2 separate regions of the Mus musculus genome follow, and region 1 is linked to region 2. A link is a contact called in public Hi-C data. All regions are on one chromosome and are shown on one strand. Each heading gives the region's core, a stretch centred on a gene start, on an enhancer-like site or on the middle of the called end of the contact. The rest is flanking DNA. Distances are from core to core; before and after follow the strand shown. Region 1 overlaps F730016J06Rik (a long non-coding RNA gene). Region 2 overlaps Col5a1 (collagen, type V, alpha 1).

Region 1 (2,700 bases), core at 128-2,627, 190 kb before region 2:
AATGCCACCTGGATGTCATTGCCAAGTTCTGCAGGCAGCTGACAACCCCTGGAAACAACTGGGTGAGGGGTAGAGAAACCCTTCAGGTTAGGCTTTCTCATGATTCTTCACAGACGAAGCCTGGGGGCGGGGGGGGGGGGTGTAGGTCTGCCTTCTCTACTGTTCCAGTGCAGTGTATGAGGCGCTCTTCAGCAGTGGGGAGACAGTCACAGCTGCTTTTCCATACCAGCCTGAACACTCCCTGGTCCCCTAGTTTCCTGTTAAACAAAATGGTCTATCATGTCTCAATTTAGCTTCACATAAGTTCTTGAGACGCAGGCAGAATGAAGCCAGGTTCTTGGCCAAAATTTCACGCTAATGGTTCTAGTCAAGTTCCCAACAGTTATTCCTCCCTCCAAACCCTCACGAGCTGGGTCTCCACTGTTCATGGTTTCCTTGTTTCTCAGATGAACCTAGGACAATGTGCAGTATAGAGTCAATGGTTCTGACCCTGGAGATGTCCTCCCATGATTGCCCCGGGTGCCCTGTAGCCTATGGACTCACTCTCTGGTTCAGGCGACCAGCCACGTTTCTTCCTTTTGACTGATTTCCCCTTGGCCTCGGCAGCCTGAGCACACATTCTTGCTGATTCATAGGAAACTCTGAATCAAGCAGGAGAATGGTCTCTTCTGATTTCATGGGTGTACGTGGGAGCCTAGAACTGGACTTCTAGTGTCTTCCTCTGTTGCCCTTGAGACAGGATCAACCTAGACTCATCCTAAGAGCTTGGGACTTTTTGTCCCCTAAGCTGGAGGCCAACAAGCTCCAACGATCCTTCCATCTTTGTGTCCCCTCCCGCCCTTCACTGCTAAGCTTACAGACTTGCATGGCCACCCCTGGCATTTCATGCAGCCACTGAGGGTTCTCACGCCTGTGCATGAGTGCTTACTTGTTGAGCCATCACCCCAGACCCCACTGCCTCCTGGGTAATCTGTTTCAGGGACTCCAGCTTCTTAGTCCTCCCGGACCCTCAGCTGCTTCCTGTGCTTTGGAGCGGGGATACAGGGCTCCCCTTCTCCAGGCAGAAAGCAAAGCTTTGGTCAGGTCTTCTGCTTCTTATCCAACTGGCAGGCTACTGCTAGATCTGTTTTGCCCAGCTTTCTCTCTCTTTTTTCCATGTTATTTAAAGTTGTCTCTGGAGAGAGAGGCTCTGGCTATGGGTGCTCTATCTCAGCTGAAAGCTGCTTTAATTTTTTTCTGCTTTAACCAATAAAGGTTTTACTAGAAATATTTATTCAACAAATATTTATTTCTACAATGTCAACATGCCTAGTACTGGCTTGGGCATGAGGAGGTGGGGCTGTGAAGACAGACAGAACCCCAGTCCTCCGAGGTGAGCCAGGCATAAGCGAGCCTCACAATTAGCTATTTAATTACCATGGTGATAAGTAAGGCTTATAAAAGCTGACAGCATCTGAGCAAATGTGGCAAAGTTGACCTGATTATTTATGAAAGGTTTGTTTTGGAAAATAGACTATAATGAGTTCATTTGCAGGATGAGGCAGAGAGATTCTCCTGGAGTCCCAGGAGAGAAGCGAGGGAGCCTTGGATGAAGGGAGTGGGGAGTGGATCCCCACCGGGTGCTGTCCTACCAAGTGGTAACTGGCTCTGCCTGGCAGCCTGCCAGATGTCCATCCAGCACATGTGTGCTCACAGGTGGAGCAAGGAAGATGGCGAAGGCACTCAGGTGGAGGTCCCCAGGCATCTACCGGCAGCTGCCCACTCCCTGCTCACTTTTATTTTCTAGTAACCCACATGCTGAATTACAAACATAAAATAGCCCCTGGGAACCCAACCTGCTGGACTTCTTCCCTTCAGGTGGGGAAAGTGGGGGCTGGCGATGGGGAGAATATCAACCAAGACCACATGGGGAGATGAGGCTGAAGTTAGAGTCCCTGCCTGCGGAGTTCCAGAGTAAGAGGCTCTCACGTGCCTCTTCCCTCCCTTAGCCACCATGCCTACCTGAAAGTGAATCCTGTCCCTGTCTGGTGATGCTGCAGAGTGTGGTGCTGGAGCAGACTCTGTGCTGTGCATGTTAGCAGCCCCTCCTCTCCAGCACCACTGATCTCTTCTGAATGCTCTTGCAGGGATCATCCCACCAACAGCCGCCGGCAGAGACCATTACATTTATTATTCATACCAAGGAGGGTTTCGGGGCAGCTGGCACACACTAACTGGGAAGCACATTATTGTTTCATTAAAGATTGATCACACATGCAGCTGGTCATTTAAATAATGGCTCTGCTGACACTGTTAATTGAATGATAAACGATTCCACCCCTGCCCCTCTAAGTCAATATCAGCGCTACTCCAGAAGAGCACAGCCTGTTCTCTGGCAGTGGGGCTAGGGAAGGCCGGGGGTGGGGCAGGTCGTTCTGGTTGCACACAAGGTGCGTTTGGGGGTCACAGAGGCCAGGCAGGAGCATTTCATACTGCCCAAGTGTTCAAGAACCTGTGCACAGCTGCCGAGAGCTCAGCTGAGTTCAACTTCTCCACAAGGAACTTGATTTAATTTAATAAGACAGATACTGTGTGTGGTTTAATGCCACTTCATTACAGAAGCAGACTGATGGAGGCTCAGGGTGTTAGATAGCACACTGGGCATCATGGACCAGTGCAGTTCTTCTGGAGTGGATGGGCACCACAAACTGCTGGGATAGA
Region 2 (2,794 bases), core at 221-2,720:
TGCCTAGAAGATGCGCTGTGCAGTAACTGCAAGCCTGTGCCAGCAGTGCCCTGGCCTCAGCCTCAGCACCAGCAGCCTCCCACTCCTCAAATCAGAGAGCTACGGAACAAAGTGGCCTTTAACAAGCATAAGAATCTTGTGGGAAGTAAAGGCCATTGGAGAAGTTTCCAGCAAGAACTTTCTGGAGGAGCCAGGCAATGAAAATGAAGAAAGCAGCGGACACCATTATCTGAAACCTGGAAAGCAGAGAGTTAAATACCTTCGATTCCAAAAGGGATTAAAAATTCACTTGCAAGGAGACACATAGAAGCTGAGACCAGCCCCCCTCCTCTGCCATTGCACTGTGAGAAGCAAAGAGTAGAAAAAGTCCCTACTGGCCACCCTCCGCCTTGCTGCCCTAGCTGGTCTTCATTAAGGAAGACAGGTCCAATTTCCCACCGTGAGCACAGCTAACAGCCAGGAAACCCTGGGGCTGGGAAAACACAGACCTCAGACCATTAACAACTTGTGGTCAACAAAAATCCCTGGCTTCTGGCAGCCGCTCCCCCTCAAATCAAATTCCAAGGCAGGAGGAAAGAGCTCACCAGCAACTCAGAACTGTGCATGCATTGCACCCTGCTGTTCTAACAGAGTTGCCAGACATCAGTTGCAGGGTGAGAACCACCCTGTGCATGGCAAGAGAAAGCCAAAGGGGCAAAGCTGGACTCTGCAGCCAGTGTCCAAACGTGTTTAAAGACTGGGGCCTGTCTTCATTCTCAACACAAATTGGTAACCATTACCGAGGGCCTGCTGTGGATCACACATGTGTATGTCTTCTGTGGACTGATTCCTGAGTGAGTGAGTGTGTGTGTGTGTGTGTGTGTGTGTGTGTGTGTGTGTGTGTGCATGCGTGCACTAAGTCAGTGAGAGTCAGGCTCAGTGAAATCTAGTCTCCAGAAACAAGGTGGAAGGTGAGGGAGCCATTTGGCATTGACTGCTGGCCTTCAGATGCACACATGCATGCACATGCATGTGCATAGACCACACACACACACACACACACACAGAGAAACACACACATATAGAGACACATACACACAGAGAAGCACACACAGACACAGAAATAAACACACATATACATACAGAGAAAAATACACAGATGCTTTTTTTAAAAATGCAAAGCGTTTCCAGAAACTTGATGATAAAAGGCATGTTGGCACAGCCTGTAGAAATGACAAGCACAGCCCGACACTGCTAGTACACAGCAAATTCAGTCAGACCGGATGTTTTGCTTAGCTCTGGGATGTCCTTGTATGCCTGCCTTTAAGATTTTGGTCACCAGAGAGTGGACAGCAGGGGCCACCCTCGCTCTCCTGGCTAAGAGTTCTCTCTCCGGCTCCTCTAGTACCCTCTTATGCCCACTCTTCAGGGCAGCCCTGGCACTTCCCAGCATCTTAGCTTTTACCTAGATCCTCCCACAAGGTAATCCGTAAAAGCAGTACTTGACCCCTGGGCAAGCTGTAAGCACTAGCTTCCCACAAGACCCAGCAGGTACCTGTCTAGCTGAGGACACTCAGCCACACCCCTGTTCATCCCAGATTTCTGGGCACATCTAGTCAGAAGCTTGCCCAGAGGGCAGCCCCATAGCTTACAGGATCCAGTACTGCCTGTTCCCATGTGCCTGTCCCACCTGGCAGAAGGCCTGGACTATGAGTCCAGCAGACCCATTCACCCACCGCTCTCACCTTCTGGAGACTGACCCCATTTCCACATGAGGCAGCTGGCTGCTCTGGACTCTCCTCAGCTATTGACTGCAGATTCTAGCCCAACCTCACCCTAGCTGACCTTGGCCCAACCTCCACAATGAGTGTGGTTCACACCCATCAGGCACTCACTCCTTGGCACACTCAGCTACATGTCACTTTTGCCACAGATCCATGTATAGCATTGCAATTCCACATCAGTCACAAAGTACCAGCAGAGCACTAAGGTCGGTTCGACATGGCATCCAGCCTGCTGGGCCTGAGTCACTGGGAGGACATGGCCCAGAACCTCCACCACAGCGGTGAGAGCATCAGCAGGCCTCATCAGACACAGGTGGCAACTGCACCTGGTGGTGAGCCAGCACAAGGAGGAAATAGCATTCACATGGTATTTAGAGACTGAGGAGAGCACGACCCCCATTCTGTCCTGTCCAACCCCTGGAGGGAGATATCTAAGAACCAAGATCACCCTCGGAGACCATTCTCTGGGTGATTACCAAACTTCTTCAGCCAGGGGCCCTCAGCTCCCAAACTTCCCACAAAGTCCAAAGTATGTCAAAGAAAAGAAACCAGGCCAAGTGTCCCAGCCCAAGTCCATGGTCTCAGGCTCCAGATGCGCTTGGGACACAGACCTCAGAGATGCCTGTTCCAGTGCATCTGGTTTCAGGTGGCCTCCAGGGCCACCAGACACCTGCACGGGCTCTCAACCTTCTTCCTGAAGCAAAGACAGTTCCCAAAATGCTTCTATGCCCAACAGGAATCCAGAAGACTCTAGACTGAAATGCAGGCTCAAGCCCCTTCTCTGTTTTCTGCTCTTGTCTCTGGGGAATTTCCCAGAGAAGCAGGCTCAGCTGCTGGATCATTGAACACACACACACACACACACACACACACACAAACACACACACAAACACACACAAACACACACAAACACACACACACACACACACACACACACACACACCCCGAGTCATTTGGTTCCCTCCCAGTTATCCCAGGAGTGGCCCAGTTCTGCCCTGCAAGTACCACTCAGAGGAAGCTGGCTCTCCTCA

What was found. A called contact is a pair of places that touch in the nucleus more often than the background predicts.
Region 1: a contact with region 2 is called in a Hi-C map of rod photoreceptor, with 2.8 times the contacts expected there. The contact joins two enhancer-like sites. A contact is called at or near these places in 16 of 484 Hi-C or Micro-C datasets (the G1E-ER4 cell line, the HPC-7 cell line, embryonic stem cells and 4 more).

Annotation. Positions count from the first base shown.
Region 1 is chr2:28,117,623-28,120,322 of GRCm38.p6, reverse strand. All of the region lies in intron 3 of F730016J06Rik (a long non-coding RNA gene), which reads right to left. Among named protein-coding and RNA genes, the nearest start is that of F730016J06Rik, 24 kb to the right of the region's middle. Within about 2 kb of position 1,377, at least 17 of the 459 cell types and tissues checked have an H3K27ac peak or open chromatin away from gene starts, as enhancers often do. A contact at or near this core is called in rod photoreceptor, where this site is marked.
Region 2 is chr2:27,929,862-27,932,655 of GRCm38.p6, reverse strand. The region is part of intron 4 of Col5a1 (collagen, type V, alpha 1); the gene reads right to left. Among named protein-coding and RNA genes, the nearest start is that of Col5a1, 45 kb to the right of the region's middle. Within about 2 kb of position 1,470, at least 37 of the 459 cell types and tissues checked have an H3K27ac peak or open chromatin away from gene starts, as enhancers often do. A contact at or near this core is called in rod photoreceptor, where this site is marked.